Regions from separate parts of the Sus scrofa genome. Here region 1 is linked to region 2. Evidence: chromatin contacts called from public Hi-C data. All regions are on one chromosome and are shown on one strand. Each heading gives the region's core, a stretch centred on a gene start, on an enhancer-like site or on the middle of the called end of the contact. The rest is flanking DNA. Distances are from core to core; before and after follow the strand shown.

What was found. A called contact is a pair of places that touch in the nucleus more often than the background predicts.
Region 1: a Hi-C map of fetal liver shows a contact between it and region 2, with 1.6 times the contacts expected there. The contact joins the enhancer-like site here to the promoter of ZFHX3 in region 2. A contact is called at or near these places in 1 of 5 promoter capture datasets (liver), 12 of 47 Hi-C or Micro-C datasets (alveolar macrophages, embryonic fibroblasts, fetal liver and 7 more) and 2 of 2 datasets of contacts at active chromatin or transcription factors (alveolar macrophages and skeletal muscle).

Annotation. Positions count from the first base shown.
Region 1 is chr6:16,048,749-16,052,628 of Sscrofa11.1, forward strand. No RefSeq gene overlaps it. Among named protein-coding and RNA genes, the nearest start is that of ZFHX3, 110 kb to the left of the region's middle. Within about 2 kb of position 2,228, at least 33 of the 83 cell types and tissues checked have an H3K27ac peak or open chromatin away from gene starts, as enhancers often do. A contact at or near this core is called in fetal liver, liver, mesenteric adipose tissue and 3 more, where this site is marked.
Region 2 is chr6:15,938,752-15,942,911 of Sscrofa11.1, forward strand. ZFHX3 (zinc finger homeobox protein 3) reads right to left here and starts at 2,550. Exons shown (of 10, transcript XM_021097088.1): 1 at 2,259-2,550.

The DNA.
Region 1 (3,880 bases), core at 978-3,477, 110 kb after region 2:
GGAAAGGGTGTTGTCATGGTAACCTGAATTGGCTCTTCCCCTCTTGCCCTCATGTGCCCTGGCTGTCCCCATGCTGGGTGGAAGAGGGCGGTCACTCTGAGGTTTCAGAGGCATCCCGGAAAATCCAGAGCAGACAAGGTCTGCGACGACAGCACCAACTGCAGCACGTGGCAAGGATTCCAGCCCAGGATGCCGGGGCGGCCTGTTCTTGAACTAATTGAAATGTAATCCGCTAGAGCCATTTTCTTGATAACTTGGGAACCCTCTCTTGGCTTCTGCAAGCTCCAAAGAGCCTCTAACATACAGTATGCTATATTTTTGCACTTTTCTCTCTGTGTATTGGATTTCAGACCCAAAAAAGTCTTTTTGAAAGAGGGACTCTAGCGAGAGTCACTGTATAATTTATCCTCCGAACTGGGACGCTTTGGAGAGCACAAAGAAGCGCTATTAATAATTATACCGGGACAGCAGATATCGCTGGGGCCATTCCGGGCAAAATGGGAGGTGCAGTCAAGAAAACTCCAGGATCATGAACAAATTAAATGCATCCACAGGGCTGAAAATCCCGGCAGTCAGGGCGGCGTCTGCGTCACCCCAGGCCTGGGAAAGTGCGTGGTATACAGTAGGTGTTCAAACAGTAACTGAATGAGTAAATCCAACTGGGTTTTGGAATAAGTCCTGGGTGTGCTTTCTGAACAGAAATCGATACGGGGTCCCCTGACTTAGGCCAAACAGACCCAGCCGGATGTTGCAAGGGTGATCTGTGTCCTCCCCAAAGTGGGCAGGTTCAAGGCTTAAGCAGAGGTGCCTGCCGTGTTTACTCATTCCCAACCCGGAGCAGTTAACTGCCTTCTGCTGACACACCCTGAAGAGAAAGACGAAGCTGTTCTCGACATTTGCGCAGGCACCGTCGCCGACTTATTTTGCTACCACGCCGGCCTGGGTTCCAGTGGAGTTTTACAACATATATGCACACGGGGCTCCATACTTGGGGGCTGCTCTGTAGAAAGGGGCTCCTCGGGAGTCCCTGCTGGGTCCACCAGAGATGCTGGCTGCAGCCTGGGGCCTGCCTAGACGCAGCTTGGCCCCTCTGGTTCCCACCCCTCCTCCACCAGCCTGCCCAGTGCACCAGGAAGAGTGCAGTGGTCCATTGACCTCTGGGGAGCCAAAGGGCGTGGTCAGCTTTTTTTCGAGGTTATGGACGGTCTGAGTGACACCAGAGCCCACGCCTCCAACGGCAAGGCCAGCGGCCCTGGAGACGAGGGGCGAGGCCTGGCCGAGCCTCCTCGTCCACTTTTAGCCCTGCCCTGGAACTGACCAGAAGCCATGCCCTCCTCCCTCGGCCTGCCGGGAGCGCTGCCTCTTCTTCCCATGTCTTGGGAGCGAGATCCGTCTCCTCTGACAAACGCGAGATTCCAGGCCGAACTTTCCCATGCCACCGTCCCTCAAAATAGCCCGAGCGGAGCTGTATTTATAGCCGTGTGAGACTCTAATGGACCAATTTGTTTGAATTTCCACTGCTTTTGTGTTGAACATACCCCTCACCCGTGGACCGTCTCTTTAGGCCTTTATTGATGGGGTGTGTGAGGGTAGCGCGGGGGCCGTGACCAAGATGGGAGCTTTTGAGAGCGCGGGGGCTGTTTTGCATATTTACTGTTCTTTCAAGCCGCTTTTTTTGAGAGAGAGAGAAAGAGACAGAGAAAGAGGTTTCTGTAAGTAGCCCGGACAATGAGAACAAGCCCGGCTGTATGCCAAGCACGGGATGCCGGCCAAAACACATATCATTAGCTTGGACCAGCTATAAGCAAGGAAATGAGAAACATATGTTGGAGAGCAAGGTTAGGAGTGAGAGACTATGGGTCAGTGACAGTCACCCTAAAACTTTTCCCCTTGTTCTTCAGCTGTGGCCTGGCCGTGTCAAATGTCATTGCGACTGCCTTGATTTCTCATGGTGGGGCTGCCTGTGTTTGGTTTGGTTTGGTTTGGTTTTTTTTTTTTTTTTTTTCTTTCTTCCTCCCCCTGCCTGTTTCCTGATGGGAGTTTTTTTTTTGGGGGGGGGTGGGGAGGGGAAGAGGGGATGGGCGGGGAAAGGTTTGTGCGAGATAGTTTTTCCCAGTTCTGGGAAAACTCGCAACCTTGCTTCCCGGGATGCTCTCGGAAATGCCTCACTTTCTCTGAAGTTACAGTGTCTCTTGGGTTGGGATTTGGACTCGGTTTGGTGAGGGAAGGCAGAGGGGAAGGTTTTGCAAGCCTTTCTTGCTGTTTCGTTCTGAAATATAATTAGACGCGCCTCATTACCTCACACTGAAGGACTTTTGTACTTTTTCCGAGCTGCGTTTCCCGAGCTCCTTGACGGGCCGCGGGCTGCTGTATCCACTGGTGTTTTATCATATTAGCAGTTATTTTTTTTCCCCAACACGTCTGTCCTCTTGTCTTGTGCTCCCTGAGCTTTCCGGGCTTGATTTGCGGGTCTGAAGGCCAGGCCCAGGGACTCTGCTGGGGCCCGGTGCTGGGGGACAGGCCCGTATTCCTTTGGTCCTTGCCGGCTGCCCTCTCCTCCACCACATGAGTTTTCGTTAAAGTGTTCCCCGGACAGTTTGCTAACAAGGCTGTGCTCTCTTCCATCCCAGGGTCAAGACCCCTGTTCCCTATAAAACCCAGATGACGAACTGCATTGAGGGAAGCTCAGAGGCGGTCCCCGGAGGACCCACTATGGCTACTGTTCTGCAGCCGGAGATGCTTCCAGGCGGCCTCCCGGGAACCTCCCCAGGCTCCGACACCCAGGTTTGGCTACAGTCAGAAAAGAGCCGGGGGTGCACCCAGCCATTCCCGTTAAGGAACCGTCCTGCCGGGGGCTGCGTGGGGCTGGTACAAGCCTGGGTGGCGGAGAGCTACGGGGGAAAGGCCTTCCCAGAAAGCCTCTGGGCAGCTCTTTTTCAGATTTGGGGAATGGTGTTTGGGGTGGAAACCATTTCAAATAATTAAAACATTTGGTCCCTGTTTATCCTCTGCTTCCTTCTTCAGGCCTTGTTCTGAAAATAAACTTTGCTTGGAGTTTCCGGGCTCCTAAAATTCCCGAGTGTGTCAGTGTCCTGAGAGCCTTGGGCAGAGCTAATGATTGGCTTGAGGTTAGCTGGGCCTCTTTCCCCAGGTGAACTGTCTTCACGTTTTCCTCTTCAGTTTTTTTTTTTTTTCCCTCTTTTTCTGGGTAGCAGGTCTCTCTCCTGGGCCTGGAGACAAGCCTCCCTTGTTAACTGTTCCTAAGCGCTCAGTGGATCAGGAGGGGTGCGTGTAAGAGTGTGTGTGTGTGTGTGTGTGTGTGTGTGTGTGTGTGTGTGTGTCCATTTGACAAAAAAACAAGAGAGGAAAGAGAACAGCCAAACCACAGCATGTAGGCCGTGGGTATTTAAGTCTTCCATGGACAGTGAGGCAGGATCCTGGGGCCTGAAAATCTTCCACGTTGCAAGAGTCTGTTTCTCGGCTCTGTCCCCTTCCCTCTCTGTTGTGGCAGAGGGCAGCCGGAATGAGGTTTGCATCCATGTGTTCTCTTTCTGTGTCCTTACTGTTTGGCTGCCTGTCAAATCGCAACACAGTCAAAAACCTGCCTCGACTCCATCATATCCCACCATCTCGTTACCTCCCTTCTGGCTCTGCCACGCCTGCTCTTGCCTGGAACCCGAGAGGCCTTCTCGATGGTTCTGCCCACCTCCCCTTCGCCCTGTTTCAGTCCACTCAGCAATGAGTGGCCAGAGGGACCGTCGGAAAACCCCACTTCAACAAATCCCCCTACCCTCCCGAGAGCCCTCCTGGTCGCTGCCTACGTCTCCAACTTGACACCGAGCCATCTCTCTTTGGTCTTTTATGTTCCAGACACACGAGC
Region 2 (4,160 bases), core at 1,300-3,799:
AAGCAGCAAGAAGGCGGGCACTGCACTGTCCTGTTGGGAAGAGCCAAACAGAGGCCTGCTGAGAAGACTGTTTTATTTGGGCCCTTTCCACCCTCCCTGAGTATTCACTTGTGCAAATAAAAGACGGAAGGGAAGAAACCAAAATTAAAGTTTCAGGTGGCTGGAGAAGCAGTCAGATTTTTTTTTTTTTTTTTTTTTTTTTGGAAGAGTTAGCAAGTGTTTCTCAATAGTCCCCTGTCAATCAAAGCTGTTTTCAGGAGAACTGGAAAACAGCAGCTCTATCCCATAGAAAATGCAGCCATTTCCAAAGAGAGTTGGGAAAGGGACGTGATCCATGTGATAAAGACAGAAGGTCTCCAAGTCACTTAATTCCCTGTGACTCCAAAAGGACTGTTTTTAAAGTGTAAAAGTGCTTGCTTCTGCATCTGCCCCATGTTGTTAAATAACACTTGTGTAATTAAATGAAAGAGCAACGTGTGACCCTGGCCCATTCTGAGAGGCACTTACACGCTCTCTGAAAACACGCTGGAAACTAAATGCAGACAATCTCCTTAGTCCTGTAATTTAAGGAAGGGAGAGAGGGAAAGTTTTCTCTTGGCCCTCAGAGCGCCACATGCCCTCTGAAAGGGGGCCTTCGGGGGGCTCCGAGGAACAGAAGGAACACAAATACAGGTGTGCAAACATCCAGGTACGGACCTCTCTCCAATGACCCCATTGTTGAGACCCTTATGTTACTGAGAACCTCTGTGGCCTGACTTCCCTCACATTCCACCACCTTGGTTCCCTAATTGCTTTTCAGGCTGGGCGACAAGAAGGCTTCAGAATCTCAGGCCGCCAGTGGCTGTTGTGGTAACAAGGAACAGGCCCAGGTTCCAGGCCTCGGCCTGTCTTGATCAGGTTGCCCTGGAAGGTGCCTGTTTGCCTCTCAGCTGCAGTTTCTGCCCCCAGCACTCACGCCTCCCTCTGCAGCCCAGGCTGCTGGAGCTCGTGATTTTTAGGCTTTCCCCTTGAAACCTATCCAGAAACCACAGCCATTAAAAGAACATGAAGGTTTGACACCTCCTGAATTTAGGAATGAGGGGACTCCAGGGGCCGACTCTACACCTGCTGCTTGACGGCAGAGAAACCAAGTTCTCCAGCCAGCGCGAGCTTTAAACTATACTCCATGTATTTAGTCACCTTTTGCCAAGGATCTCAAAGCACAGGGTGAAATAAGACGACGGGAAACTTCCTCACTATCTGCCTTCGAGGCTTAAGGTTGTCTTCCTTGCTCTGCCTTGATGCATTCCACCATCCAGGCCCAGGACTGAGGGAGAGGCCTTCTCCCGGTGCCCAAGTGGGCCATCAGCCCTCTCTGAGGTTATCTGTCGGTGGCTTCTATAGTTCTCCAGGCCAGTTAAATGACTCAAATAGTGGGTGCAGGAAGGGATGACCCCCCTGGATTCACCTGCTTGAGAGTTGCATTTAAACCACTTTATGGCACGTGCACTTCAGTGCCAGGCAATGCACCAGGCAGGCAGGGGCTGTGATCTTTGCCCTCTGGGCATTTTCCCATCATTATCACACAGGTATGTCCAAAGCAGAAAGGACCATTTTCCAGAAAGTTCTTTCCCCTCTAGCCTACCATGATTACTTTTGTCTTCTTCTGCCACTGACCTAACTTGGGCCTTCTTCCCCTTCTTTTAACAGGACAAACATCTCAGCTCTCCCTCCTGACCACCCCGCTTTCCATGGAAATGGACGCAGCTCTGGTTTTCCCAGAGTGCCCACAAACTCAAATGAGTCTATCTTCAAAGGTGCCTTCCAGCTCCACGAACTCTGATTCTCCCTTTAATTACTCCCCAACAAGCGCATTCTTCGCATTGTTTCCAACTGGCCGGTGACTTCTCTTGTGATGAAAAGGGTGCATTTTTAGGCAATGGAACCCAAACTTCTAAATGACACCAGCACCGCAAATATTCAACCGGCAGGAACTAATCCAAAAGCAAAATAAGGAAGGCAGAAGGGAGGGGAAGAAAGATGGAAGGGAGGGAAGGAGGAAGGGCCTGACTCGGTGCTGAGCGCGATGCAGAGGCTCTCACCCCAGGTAGGTTCCAACTGGGAGTCAGGTAGTTCAGGTGCATCCAGCCTGCCCTTCCCCCACATGCCCCAAGAGAATGGGAAGTTCAGCCAAGACTCGCAGCACCTGCCTGCAGCTCTAGGCCGGCTGCGCGAACCCGCGGGCAGGCGGGCCGGCGGGGGCGGGAGGCTGCACTCACCTGGCACACAAAGGCTCCGCACACCTCCAGAGGGAGGAGGCACTCGCAGGTCCGGGGGCCGCGGCGGGCGCGACCACGGGAAATTCCAGCGGCACCCGAGCCCCGAACGCACCCACCCCAGGCGGCATTCTCCCCACCTCCCGCTGCCCCCGGGGCTCCGAGCTGGCTCTGGCTAGGTGCGAGGGGGCCCGGGGCAGGGGAGGGGGGCTCATGCTCGCGGCCCCGGCCGGGCCGGCGGTCGCCCCTCCCCGGGAGGGAGGGCAGGTCCCCGGGCGCGAGGCGGGGATTCACCCACGGGGCGCGGCGCTCGCGTCCCCGTCCCCGGCCTGCCCGCTGCCGGCTCCGCCGCCCGCCCGGAATGGCTTTATGTAAATGAAGCTCAACTCGCAGTTCGCGGCGCGCACCGCCCGGGGAAGGGGGGCAGGCGGGGCGGGGGGCCTTCGGGGATCCACATTACACGGCAACAAAGCGGAAGGTTAATTTGAAACTCACAGCCCCGCCGCCGCTCGGCTCCCCGGGCAAAGCCTGACATCTACAGTCGTGCCGGGCGTAGGCCGGGTGCTGGGCTGCGGCCGCGCCCGCGGGGACACAGGGACACACGGGCGCGCGAGGCCCGAGCGCTCGGCCGCGCTCCGGGCACGGGCCTCCAGGCAGGCTGGGCCGCGCGCACCCGGGGACAGGAGCCCTGGGCGGCTCGGCCTGCGCCGCGCGGAGAACCGGCCGGGCGGGCGGGAACAAAGCCCGGTCCTCCCCGGGCGCTGACCCCTCACTCATCAAAAGTCGGGGGCCGGCCTAGAATCGGGCGAGAAGAAAGGGACGCGCCCTCGGCTACAACAAGGAGCCTGGGGCCTCCGGACCAGAGCCATGGGTCTCTGGGCCCCATCCACGTCACAGCCAGGCCACTCTAGCGTGGGGACATTAGCCAATGTGGACAGGAATTTATTTGCAACACACACCCATCCTATTAACTGCTTTACAGAGAACTTCTGTTTTCAGCTGCGGAAACTTATAAAAAACATCCCCTGCTCTCCAGTGACAGCTTAAGGATAGTTTTTCATGGGAGAGAAGGAAAAAAGAGAAAGACAGAGGGGAAGAAAAGTCGCAGCCTGCAATTAACCTTACAGTATCTTTAACAAGACGCCTTAAAAGCCACAGATAAGACGTATAGATCATGCCCTGCGTAAGGAGCTTCTACCACCCAGGTCAAATTTAATGGGGCTGCCCCGTTGGTCCAAGCAATTGCTGGACACTTTTATACCGCCCCAGGTTCACTTTCTCCATTCTGACATGCAAAGGCAGCACCACAGAAATCTCACCGGAAGTCCCCTGTCCCCCTGCCAGAATCCCACTGCTAGGTCTGAATTTACTCCCGACTCTCTGCATAGAAAAGCACCTGCTTTTACCCTTTCTGAAAGCCACCCACCCAGGCTGGCCCCACAGCCTTGAGAGTCCTTTCTGACTGCACAATAATGAACCGTGCAAGTGTTAGAAATATAATAAGCTCATGAGGCGAAGCGCTGTATGTATGGAATCGTATTAGCATTAAGCACACACTGATGCAGGAGGAAAGGGGTGATGAAAACTAGAAGGCATCTGGCCCAATATAATTCAGGTTCAAATGAACATATCTTACCTGTTGGGGCTAGACAACCCCTCTCTACATTTCAGCCCAAGTAAGAGACTCAGGGAAAAAAAAAAAAAAAATTTTTTTTTTCCAGCTGGGGCCCAGGGAGCAAAGACTGCCTCTAGGGAATCATGTCCGATTAGGGACAAAGGAGAGCACAAGCCAAATTCTGTCACACATGAGAGAGTGAGTGGGGGGGGGTGGCGAGGGGAGTGGAGATGGAAAAAAGGAAAGTGGAGGATGATTTTGTAAACCAGTATGGCCACTGCAGAGCTGTT